Linked DNA regions of Mus musculus: regions 2, 3 and 4 are each linked to region 1. A link is a contact called in public promoter capture Hi-C data. All regions are on one chromosome and are shown on one strand. Each heading gives the region's core, a stretch centred on a gene start, on an enhancer-like site or on the middle of the called end of the contact. The rest is flanking DNA. Distances are from core to core; before and after follow the strand shown. Region 1 holds the start of Dcun1d5 (DCN1, defective in cullin neddylation 1, domain containing 5 (S. cerevisiae)). Region 2 holds the start of Med17 (mediator complex subunit 17). Region 3 holds the start of Ankrd49 (ankyrin repeat domain 49). Region 4 holds the start of Kdm4d (lysine (K)-specific demethylase 4D).

The links. Promoter capture Hi-C pulls out the DNA fragments that hold promoters and counts their contacts.
Region 2: a promoter capture Hi-C map of pre-B cells shows a contact between it and region 1, with 2.4 times the contacts expected there. The contact joins the promoter of Med17 here to the promoter of Dcun1d5 in region 1. A contact is called at or near these places in 3 of 39 promoter capture datasets (cranial neural crest, maxillary cranial neural crest and pre-B cells).
Region 3: a contact with region 1 is called in a promoter capture Hi-C map of erythroid cells, with 4 times the contacts expected there. The contact joins the promoter of Ankrd49 here to the promoter of Dcun1d5 in region 1. A contact is called at or near these places in 4 of 39 promoter capture datasets (cranial neural crest, erythroid cells, maxillary cranial neural crest and 1 more).
Region 4: a promoter capture Hi-C map of pre-B cells shows a contact between it and region 1, with 6 times the contacts expected there. The contact joins the promoter of Kdm4d here to the promoter of Dcun1d5 in region 1. A contact is called at or near these places in 2 of 39 promoter capture datasets (erythroid cells and pre-B cells) and 1 of 484 Hi-C or Micro-C datasets (CD4 T cells).

The regions. Positions count from the first base shown.
Region 1 is chr9:7,183,121-7,185,919 of GRCm38.p6, reverse strand. Dcun1d5 (DCN1, defective in cullin neddylation 1, domain containing 5 (S. cerevisiae)) reads right to left here and starts at 1,415. Exons shown (of 8, transcript NM_029775.3): 1 at 1,038-1,415. The coding sequence starts at 1,123.
Region 2 is chr9:15,278,528-15,281,326 of GRCm38.p6, reverse strand. Med17 (mediator complex subunit 17) reads left to right here and starts at 1,421. Exons shown (of 12, transcript NM_144933.2): 1 at 1,421-1,777. The coding sequence starts at 1,534.
Region 3 is chr9:14,783,116-14,785,914 of GRCm38.p6, reverse strand. Ankrd49 (ankyrin repeat domain 49) reads left to right here and starts at 1,342. Exons shown (of 3, transcript NM_019683.4): 1 at 1,342-1,395. Mre11a (MRE11A homolog A, double strand break repair nuclease) reads right to left here and starts at 1,261. Exons shown (of 20, transcript NM_018736.3): 1 at 1,158-1,261; 2 at 387-484. The coding sequence starts at 406.
Region 4 is chr9:14,499,089-14,501,887 of GRCm38.p6, reverse strand. Kdm4d (lysine (K)-specific demethylase 4D) reads left to right here and starts at 1,406. Exons shown (of 2, transcript NM_173433.2): 1 at 1,406-1,780. It overlaps Cwc15 (CWC15 spliceosome-associated protein), which reads right to left and starts at 1,269. Exons shown (of 7, transcript NM_023153.3): 1 at 1,107-1,269.

The DNA.
Region 1 (2,799 bases), core at 166-2,665:
CACTTCTTGGCCCTGGCTTTACCTGTACTAAGGCATATAAAGTTTGTTAGACCAAAGGGCCTCTCTTTCCAGTGATGGCCAACTACGCCATCTTCTGCTACCTATGCAGTTAGAGACATAGGTTCTGGGGGTACTGATTAGTTGATATTGTTGTTCCAGGCTGTCTTGTTGTAATGGTAGTATTTGTCACTTTAAGTGTCGACCATTAATACAAAAACAACTCAAAGTGTATGGGAAGAAGCCCACTTCTCAAAGCTAAATCGCAATGACTTTCTGAGGAATGAATCTGTGATGATTGAGTATATGCCACAAAGCGAGTAAAGGGCTCTAACTTACAGTTCTGCTTTGTTTTCTTTTCCCCTAAGAGAACATGGAGCACAATAGCTTGCTAACGCCTAAAAGGAGGTTGAGAGCTACCAGCGTCTTAATGCCAGAAAACAAAAACCACAAGGGCCTTTTCCAATTAAGTGTACGGAACTGGTACAGGTGAAGTGGAGGCATTGGTGCGTCCAGAAGCCTAGGCTCCAGCGATTTAAAAGGCCTCCTGCTGGGATCGTCCAGGTTAGGCCACTTTAAATGCTAACTCGGGAGACCAATTATAGCAAAGGCTTTCTTTCCATCATTCCCAAGGCAGCTGTCAAAACTCTTCAAGCTCTGCTCCTTTTTTCACACTCTGACATTTAACAATGTGGGGACCAAGCCAATTCTGCTCGATTTAGTGTGACACAAGGACGCCGTGAATCTTGGCAGATCCGCGCTCACTTCTCGGTTGGGAAATTTGATGGAGAATGCATACGTACGGTCGTCTGTTTCCTACCCTCTGGGCACGCAGACAACAAAGTGGGACGAATCTCAGAGCTTGTCCAAGTACGACAGAGAGCACGTACAGGCGAACACGCGGTTCGGTCCCGCGCGGAGCGGAGACTGGGCGCCTCACCGACCGCCTCGCCTGAGAGGGCTCGCCCCTCTCCTCCCGGCTAGCGGCCTGTCCGGCCCCGGGGGAAGGAGAGAGCCAGCGGGGTGGGGACAGGCAGTACCTGGGGATTTTACACTTTTTGAGGCCCGCGTCTTCCGCGACCGCCGCTGCCACTCCGGGAGCTTTTCTCTTCTTCTTCACTGGCATCTTCCGCCTTCCCCGGCAAGGTAGACAGGGCGGCCGGGGAGGGGTATCGCGCTCCGCCGCAGGCCCCGCAGCGCCGGCTCCCGCCTGCCGGGGACCGCAGCGGAGGCCCGAGGCGCGACCCCGCCCCGGGTCTCCTCTTTAGGGGCGGTTCCGGGCAGCGCAGCGCTAAGGCCGGCGGTGTCGCGGCTCGGGCTTTTCCAGGAGCAGCGAACGCCGACAGCGCGGCACCTACAGTAGCAGCGAAGAGCAGGCGGCTTAGCCTGACCCGGAAGCGGATGGCTCTGGACCGGAAGTGACGTAGAAAGGAAGCTCGCAGGGCCTGGAGCGGTCTCTCTACTTTGGGATTTTTTGTCTCTGCAGGTGGAGCCTGAATCTCCGGAGATTTTCTGGCGGGTTTCCAGCGGGAAGTCCTTTCTAGAAATCATAAACGCTCCACAGCTGGCGAGCGAAGTAATCTGGTGAGGAGCCATGCGTGAGTGTGCCCACTCCTGACGTGCAACCGCTCCAGTTTTTTCGGGTGTTCTTGGTGGGCCTGAGATCAACTTCTCGCGCTCCTTGTCCTTTTCTCCCTCATGCTCAGGGTCAGTTTATGGCTTCCTCCTGTGCTGAGGCAACGCCTCCATGTTTTACTTCTGAGGAACTCTCCTCTTGGATAAGAGACTGGGAAACGGACTGACTTATTACAGAGGATTTGGGGAACTGTTCTAATGGGCTGCTCTCAAGAAACAGTAATCACGTCACTTCTAATGGAAATACTGCTTATAAGAAAGGTTTGCTAGGTAAAATTATCTCATAGAAGATTCTTAGTGAATGAAGTCCATGTTTGTAACCCAACTGTGACAGAAGACTGTTTCTTTAAATTCTATCCCTGTGGTTCTGTGACTGCATCGTGGGACCCTAATCTAGTCAAGGAGAAAGAAAAAAACCGGTTGTTGTAATGAGTCCTGGATACATAATATGCCCTGGAATTCACAAGTTTCCTGAGAGAGGACACTTCAATGTTTGGTGCATATAGTTAATGTTTTTTTAACAGTGAACATAATGTTCAAACCTATAACCCATTCGACTCTATTATAAACAATGCACGAAACATTGTTTTTACATGAAAATTATAAAATGTAAGCTCTAAAACAGAACTCCCTACAGGAAGTAGACAACTGAAAGATGAAGGGTTTTTTTTTTGTTTGTTTGTTTTATATATGTATTTATTGTGGGGGCACTTGTGTGCCAGTGCTGGGATGACAACTTGAAAGTTCATTTTCTCCATCAATCTTGTCACTCTTGAGGTGGAACTCAGGTTGTGAGACTTGGGAAGGGACATTATGTCTGTGTACAGAAAAGCACCTAGTTATGTGATTTAATTTTTTCTGCTGCTCGTGATAGTTCTTGATTTTCTATATAGTAAATAATGAGAAGCTATGAGGGTGCTGAGTTCTTTGTTATGTGGTCTAATTTTCTTTGACTAAGTCACAAGAAGGAAAGGAAAGGAAGTAGTATTAAAACAAAAGGGTATTCTGGTTTAGATCCTAAGGTACTCATCAACTTTATGAAGAAAAATCTTAAAAATGCATTTTAGCCGTCTGTTAGTAGAGTGGCACAACATAAACAGATTAAGCACACAAGGCTGAAACAGGTCTATTCATTTGACAGTTTGATGATTTGCATATTTCTTAGGT
Region 2 (2,799 bases), core at 172-2,671, 8.1 Mb before region 1:
ATACAGGCCTGTGGACATTGTCAATAGTAAGTCAGAGGCTTCTGCAGGCTATAGATTCTTCAGCTGTCAGACAGCTATGCTAACGCCTCCATCTACACTTCATTGTGGGAAGCCAGGGCCCAAGGACTTGACAAATGATTTCTAGACAAGGCAAGGTTGTTCAGGAGCCCAAGATTAGACTCAAAGTGGTATCAAAGGCCAGCCTAGTCTACAGAGTGAGTTCCAAGACAGCCAGGGCTACACAGAGAAACTCTTAAAACAAACAAACAGAAAACGAAATGGCTGGACAGAAGTATAGGGGTTAGTACCTATCAAGCTGTGGGGCACTGTTGCCAACCAGCTAATGTTCCTTGCTTTTTCTGGTGCAGCCTGCAGGCTGAAAGTAAGAAAGGCCACTCAGTGAAAGACATTGCTGGACATGACATCCTAACACCATGAGGAAAGGAGAGTGCCTCTTGGTGGACCACCTGAGGAGTAGCCTGCTCATACAACCCAAGACGGGGTATTTGGGCCAATCACAGCCATTTGTTTGGCTAAACACCGGTGTCTTTTGTTTATATGTGTACATGTCTGTGAATGTGTGAGTGTATGCGTGTAAGGGTGGCTGCATGTCTGGAGAGATAGCATAGTCCTCCATTTATCATTAAGCCACCAGTCACAGGTCTGCACAAAGCCCTGGCCCAAGCTGTGCTTACTGGGCCAGGACAATCAGTTGCAATCTTTCGTGTAGGCATATCTGAGTGTTCTTGGAGTGTTTAAGACAGCTGGTGCAGTTTGGATGGTAGTCCTGCTAGCTGTTTGACTCGGTCTTCTTTGCTGGAGGCAGCTCCATCAACAGAGAGACTCAAACAGCTGCGAATTATAGTTAACTACCGTCGACAGTCTTTGTGAGTGCTTACATAAATGTAAAGCCCTTACGTACGTCTTCATCGTTAACTTCACGAATGTAAAGTCACCTAGGGGAAACACCTCTGGGAGTATGTTCCCAGAGAGGTTTAACTAGGAAGTGAAAACCTACCCGGAAAGTGAGTGGACTCATCCCACGGACGGGCTCCCAGACCGAATCAGCGGGAGTGCTGGTGTGTGTGCTGCGTGTCTCAAAAATCAAATAACTAACCAACTAACAAAAAAGCTGCGTGTCTCAATAACTAATCAACAAATTAATCAGGCCAGCAAGAAAGCTATTTCAAAAACCAAGCAACCAATTAAACAAACAAACAAACAAACAAACAAACTACAACGCCCAGCGTATCTACATAAACCCAGCCCACTCCACTTGCACTGCAGCGGCTGAGCCCGGTCAGCCGGAAGTTCCTGGCTCTCACGTGCAACCTACAGGAAATGTCCGGGCAGCTGGCCCTTCGCGCATGCTCATAGTGTTCCGCGAGACGCTGCGCGGAGGATTGTGGGGCAGCAGTGGGTAGTTTGCTTCCTCCCGGCCGCCGCGTCGGGCTTGCGGGAAGCTTGTTCCAGCCTTCCGTGTCGGTGCTGTACTCTGAGTCTCCGGCGAGTCGCCCTCAGGCCGCCGCCAGCATGTCGGGCGTGCGAGCCGTGCGCATCAGCATCGAGTCGGCCTGCGAGAAGCAGGTGCAGGAGGTGGGCCTTGATGGCACCGAGACGTACCTGCAGCCGCTGTCCATGTCGCAGAACCTGGCGCGCCTGGCACAGCGCATCGACTTCAGCCAGGGCTCTGGCTCTGAGGAGGAGGAGGCGGCAGGGCCTGACGGCGATGCGCCGGACTGGGGGGGCGCGGGAGCCGACCAGGACGACGAGGAGGGTGAGGCTTCGCCCTCGTTGCTGGTTCTATCCCAGGGTCTCCCCTAGGGTAAACTGTGTTTTGTGGTGGGTGGCCTTGAGAAGTATTGACAGCAGTGGGAAGGCCGACCCGGTCGGGACTCGGGGTCCTGTTCAGGCCAGGAGAAGAGGCATTCGCTTTTTTTTTTTTTTTTTTTTTTTTTTTTAATAAAGAACAGCTGAAAGCTTTTGGGGGTGATTTTAGGTGGAAACAGGTGATACTTAAAATGACCACTGAAACTTTGAGGTGAATGAATTACAAGAAAACAAAACTGAAGAGGGGGAGTTTGGAGAAGCAACCAGACTAGACTTTGGATTCTCCTTATTATCAAAAAAAACCAAAATTTGAAACCACAGTTTTCGATTTAGTGATGTGACAGAATCGGTTTAAGTGAGGATGTTCGTGTTTAGTGTGGTAATTCGCCAGGCAGAGGCAGTCAGATTAATGAAAAACATGAGCAAATAGACACCATCTCAATAAATAAAGAAAAATTTAAATGTAGTTTTCATAAATTTGACAGAAAGTTAAAACACCTGGGACTGAAGAGATGGCCCAGCAGTTAAGAGTACTGATTGCTCTTCCAGAGGTCCTGAGTTGAATTTCCAGCAACCACATGGTGGTTCACAACCATCTGTAATGGAATCCGATGCCCCCTTCTTTCTGGTGTGTCTGAAGACAGCGTCATTGTACTTACATCCATTAAATAAATAAATAAATCTTTTTTTTTTTTTTTTTTTTTAAATCTTAAACAAGCCCAACATTGTCATTATCCAGTGTTGGAAAGGCATGCCAGCTCAGTAGTTTTAAATGCAAAATTCTAAATGTGTATCACATTTGATCCATGAAATCCCCCACCCACAGAAAGAACTATAGAGCACAGGTATGTATTAAGATCCAGTACTGATGTCATTAGGAACATTTGACCTGTCTATTAAGGGACAGGCTTAAATGGCATGCCTCCTGGCTTCCAAATATCTTGTGGTGTGTGAAAGAGTGACTAGTTC
Region 3 (2,799 bases), core at 93-2,592, 7.6 Mb before region 1:
ACTTGAAACCAGAGTGGAAGACACCACTCGTGTTCAAGGATTTTCTTCTGCCACCTGACTTCTATAGTCCTTTTATTTCTTTCCATTTTGTTCAAATTCACTTCAACTAGGGTAACTTACTCTAAAGGACTATTTATAGACTCGAGACTAAGACAAAGCCAGAGAGCATGAGCCTCCCTGCATGGCCATGTAATTACTGCAACACATTCATCTATTGCTCCACCTCATTATTTATTTATTTATTGCTAATAAGCATAAGTATGTGCTTTTAATTATGCATGACAGACGTTTTGGGGGATACTCTATCCATTATTAAATTCTGTTGCTGTTTATATTAAAATATCACTTTTCTCGTAAGGTCATCACAATTAATATGTCAGGCTTACAGTGGATCTGTGGGGCTCATTTTTATAGTAGAGTTCCTCTGTACCAGGTTCCTCTCCAAGTGTTCAGGTATGTCAGAAAAACCACTCGAATCCAAACTCTAAAAATAAATACCAAAATGCACATATTATAAAGGTTGCACATATTTCACTAACATGAGCTCAGTTGCAGGGTAGACTTTTTGAACAAGCGCTAGTGATTTTGAGAAAGTCCTATGTACGTCTTCAACACTTACTATAATTGTTTCATGACCTAAGAACAGAAAGCCACATCCTGAAGTGAAGTCCTAATTGCACTATCACTACTATTTCTCTACTATCTTCTTCATGAGATTGGTGTGTAGTAAACCCCTGGACAGGAAAAATGAAACGTAACTTTCTACGTGCATAATTTAAGCTGCTCCGCGCAGGACTTTGAATCAGAGGCCACCCCATACTCTTAACACTAACATGGGTTTTATGGGGCAGCCCACATTTAAAGACAGAATAAATAACCAACACATGGTCTAAGTGGAACACCTCGCATCCCCAGCTCGGCGAAGGCGGCGCTGCCACTACAGGAGACCTCCCACCCGCGGGACTCCGAGGCGGACTCCGAGGCGGAACGCAGAGCCCGCATCCCTCCATGCCCACCCGGCCCGTCTTCCCTAACGGCCCCACGCACTCGGGGCTTCCGTTCGCCCCGGACCCGCACGCTACAAGACCGTAGCAAAGCCTAAGTTACCCAACATGGACTTGTCAGAGTCGACCAGGGAGGCCACAAGCCATCTCTACCTCAGGAAAAGGGGGCGGGAGTCTCCAGAACCACAAGAAAACCGCTCCCAGAAACCTGAATTAGGCGCGGGAGAGCGGCATCCGTACTTCTCGCGAGATCCATTGATGACGTGACATCACAGAATGTCTAGATTCTCATTGGCTACAGAATGGCTCCGTCACCTCACAGGAGCCAATCCTGAGCAGCGAAGGGGCGAACCCGGAAAGGAAGTTCTCGGTGAGGTTCTCTCTGTGAAAGGTGAGGCGCGTGTCCGGAGCGGTGGGGCGGGCGGCTGTGGGCGGCCGGCCACCTCGCAGGTAGCATCGTGGCAGAGTCTTCGCTTTGCGATTCGGAAGGCCTCGCCTGCTAGACCAAAGACCTTTCTTCCCTGCTTCCCCTGACGATCGCCCCAGAAGCCTCGGTTTTGTGTTTTCAGAGAACCTTGAAGAAAGTGCAGTAGAAATGATTTGGAGCCTTGAGTTAGAGCAGACCCCCTCAGGACCTCAGAAGGGCCCGTGTACCGCAGCGACAGTGATCTGTCAGTACCCGAGCGCAGGCCTCTGAAATGGGGGGCTCCACCCAATGAGATGAGAACTGGAACAGTTGCTATCTCTCTCAAAATGGAGGGTTCCCTTTAAATTAGGAAATGCATCCTATTCCTCCATAATAGTATGCATCGAGCTTTATACCCAGAGTCGAGATACATTTGGGTTTGATTTTTTAATTAAGCATACCAAGACAATAAGTTAAGAATTAATATGAAGGAGTTTTCAGGTGTGGGAAGGGGGGCTGCGATCTGTGCCATATTTTGGTTAGTGACATCTGTTAAGCGCTTAATGAATTGGTGTATAGTAGCTTTTTAAAAAATGAGTTTGAAGTGAAAGGAAATATTGAAAATGTTAAGAAAATAGTTCTGATAGTTCTTTTAAAAAAGAAAAAAGAAAAACACAATGCTGCCAAAACCTTAACAAATCCCTTAATGGAGTTTATAGGCCCTAAGAAGTCATTGGTCATGATTCTGATACTCTTGTCACTAGTGATGAAGCTTAATTGGACAATGGAATATTAAACTTGAAATTAAGTAGAACAAATCTATGAGGAGTGTGTATAACTAAGTTCCTCTTAGAGGCCATTCAGAGCAAGATTAAATGATAGGTCTTAAGTTTAATGATACAAATAGTTCTTAATGCAGGTTACATACAAATGGCATAATAATCTGTGTTAAAGATGGCCTATCCTTAAAAGCTTAATAGCAAAACAATATAAGACATAGCACCTGAAATAATAAACATTAGATTCTAATTGGGTCAACAGAAAGAAGTGGTAACACTAACAATAGCAACAAAAAACTGCCAAATTCAACAAATATGGTTAAAAGATTGATGGTTTTCAAAGTAACTTCTCATTTTCTTTAAGGCTTATGTGCTAGGTAACTCTTGAAGTTGATGTCAGTGTATAAATTAATATGGCAGTTTATCAGAAGACTAATCTTTTAGGACTGGGTGAACTATGGTCCTCCTGTGTACTCACTGTCAGGACTCCATCAGTTTTAACATACCTAAATTAATAGATTAAAATTAAGATAGTTGTAGCCATTTACTTAGTAGAAGAAAGCATTTCTAAAAGGTAAAGACTATAAATGATCATAGATAGCAGAAATCT
Region 4 (2,799 bases), core at 157-2,656, 7.3 Mb before region 1:
TTTCATTTTACAGATAACTCAAAAATATCTATTCTTAAATCCTTCTCAAACTCCCCAAAATTGCTTAGTTTGCTTCAACACAAGTTCCTAAAAATCCGAATTATGAAACTCAGGGTGTTTACTAGGCAACTCTTATTCAGTATAAATAACTACTATGAAGATCTGAGTTAGTGCTTCTGTTCTGGCTGGGTAGCCCTGGGCAAGTCTTCTAGCTCGTTTCTGTCATTTGTGGAATGCCGACATTTCTATAGTATTATGAGATTCCCATACATGATGTCAGATCTTGCACAACAGTGTAGTGTAGCTTTTAAAATAAATGACTTAAAAAAATGTTATCCCACTAGCACTAGCTTCTCTGAGATTTTATTTTATTCTTTTTTAAAAAAAATTTATTCTTTTTTTTTTTTTTTTTTAATTATAGGATCTCACAATGTAACTGTCCGGCCAAGATTTGCTGTTCTACCAGAAACCTCACACTACAGCAAAGAACCCAATAAAAAACAAATTTCTTTTAAAGTCACAGTCAAACTTATTATGTTAAAATTTGTTTAAAGTCCCCAGTGACATTTACATGGGCAACCATTACCCCAGAATCTTGTTGACTCAATTTTCTTCTAAAGCAGTTACCACAACATTTATCAAGGCTGTAACTTCCGCGATGCTCAGAAAATCGGAACTCCACCCAACCAAGTATCAAGAACCCATCCTGAACTGGGTATGATGGGGGTACTCCTGTGATTCCAGAGCTTGGGAGGTGAAAGCAAAAGAATCGGGAGTTCGAAGCTAGCCTAGGCTACAAGAGAACCTTTGCCATTTTTAGCTGTCAAATAAGAATTGCAGCCTAACTGCAGGGCTACTAAATCTCCGTTAGCTTAAGCAGCTGCTCACACAGATCGTGTGTGAAGTGGGAGTTTCTCCCCATCCCACCCTCCTTTGCTTTTCTCAGTGTCTGAGGCGCTGCACCGGTGACCGCCCCGGGCTCGGCTTCAGCTCCGGACCACCATCCCTGCACCGCGGCCTGTACGATCGTCACGGGCTGCGGCGGCGACTCGGCTCCCCGGTGCCACCCACACAAGAACCACAAACCACCATGCCCGGCTGCTCACTCTGGCGGGGGTCCTACGCAGCACCTTCCGAAACTCACTCATGAACCAATGCGACCCTTAGCTCCCAGAAATCTCGGCGCCGGGGGCGCCAGGCCCAAGACCGGAAACAAAATGCAGAGCTTCCAGTTTTTACACCAGGGGCTCGGTTGAGACCCGGAAGCAAAACCTTCGCACTTCCAATGGCTGTGGAGAAGATGCGAACTCCACACCCGGAAGCAATTCCGGAGTTGTGTGTGTGTTTTTTTTTTTTTTTTTTTTAAACCGTCTCTCACAGGCTGACGCAGTGACCAATCAGCAAAGACACGGGAAAAAGATGGAATGACGTTGCCTAGGGGCGGAGCCAAGGCAGCTTAGGGGGCGGGCGTTTGAAACCGGTGCTTCATAGTCGACCCCAAATATCATCTTTTTTCCTTTGCGAACCAATTACTTAATCTCTCTTGCGTCTTTTCCTTTCCCGACCCCCTCCCAGACTCGTTCGCTGCGGTTCTGCGAGGACGGAGGCGCCAGGAGCCGGTCCGCGTCTCGCAAGAGAGATGTGAGGAGAGCTTGCCAACTGACCGACCCAACGGCTCCTGCTCCTCAGTAGACCCCGCAGCCTAGGGACTAGAGTTGTCACTTAAGTGGATATGAAGAAGGCGCAAATAAGTACGGGGGCAGCCACGAGCTTTCCAAAGGTACCATTCCTGCGAAACCACTAGCCTTGAAGGCAAGGGTTATAGTCGCATTGCTTGTTAAGATATATAAATATATAGATATATAGCTATATGCATTAAGCGTTGTAGCGTGAGGGGAGATGCTTGTGAGCGTTTACGATAGTGACAATTTATGGAGCAGTGGGCCTAACTGCCAGGAGGAGCACGAGATGGGATTAAGATGGCTTCGCCAACGTTGTCTTGTGCCCCATCATTGAGATCTTGGGGACGGCCGATGCTCGGTAAAGAGGATTCTGTTCTCCAGTTTATCTCAAGTGGAAGGGTCTCCTAAAATTGAACATTTCCGTTCTTTTCTGTCCTTCCTTTGGAACTTTTAAATGAAGAAAGAGAATTAGAAAAGAACCCACTCCCTCCCGAATGTGCCCGCTCCCCAAGTAGAAGGTGAAAGCTTCATATTTTTGCCCTGAGCCTCACACAAAGGACACCGCTTTCACATTAGTGACTCAAACCCAAAGATGGAGACCCTCTTCCTTCCCTCGTCACATCCTGTTCACCTGCCACTCTTGTCCAGTATTGTGAAAATTACCCTGAAGTTCCTTTGCTTGTCACCACACTCCTTCAGGCCACTGTCATTTCCTCTTGATTTGTAATTGCTTTCATAGGGACTTTCCTAGTTTTGCACAAACAGAGTGATTTTTTCAGATTACCAGGTAGTGGTTTTGACACTTAGGATAAAACAGCCTCTTGCTTTTACTTACACAGTCTGCCTCCTGCCTGCCTTTAGTCACAGGCACACCACACTCAAGATACACTCAACTGGACATTTCTGTTTCTTTCAACAAGGCAGGATTCCATTGTTTCATTTGAGTTTTGAGCCAAGCTCTTACAGTGCAGCCCAGGCTGGCTTTCAACTTAAGTTCAGGCATGCATTCATCTGTTTTTAAAGACTTGGGACTGTGTTCTTCACCTCTGCCTCCAAGACACCTGTAACTCGGTTCTTCAGGGCATAGCTTAGTGCTGCTTCCTCTGTGAGGTTTCCC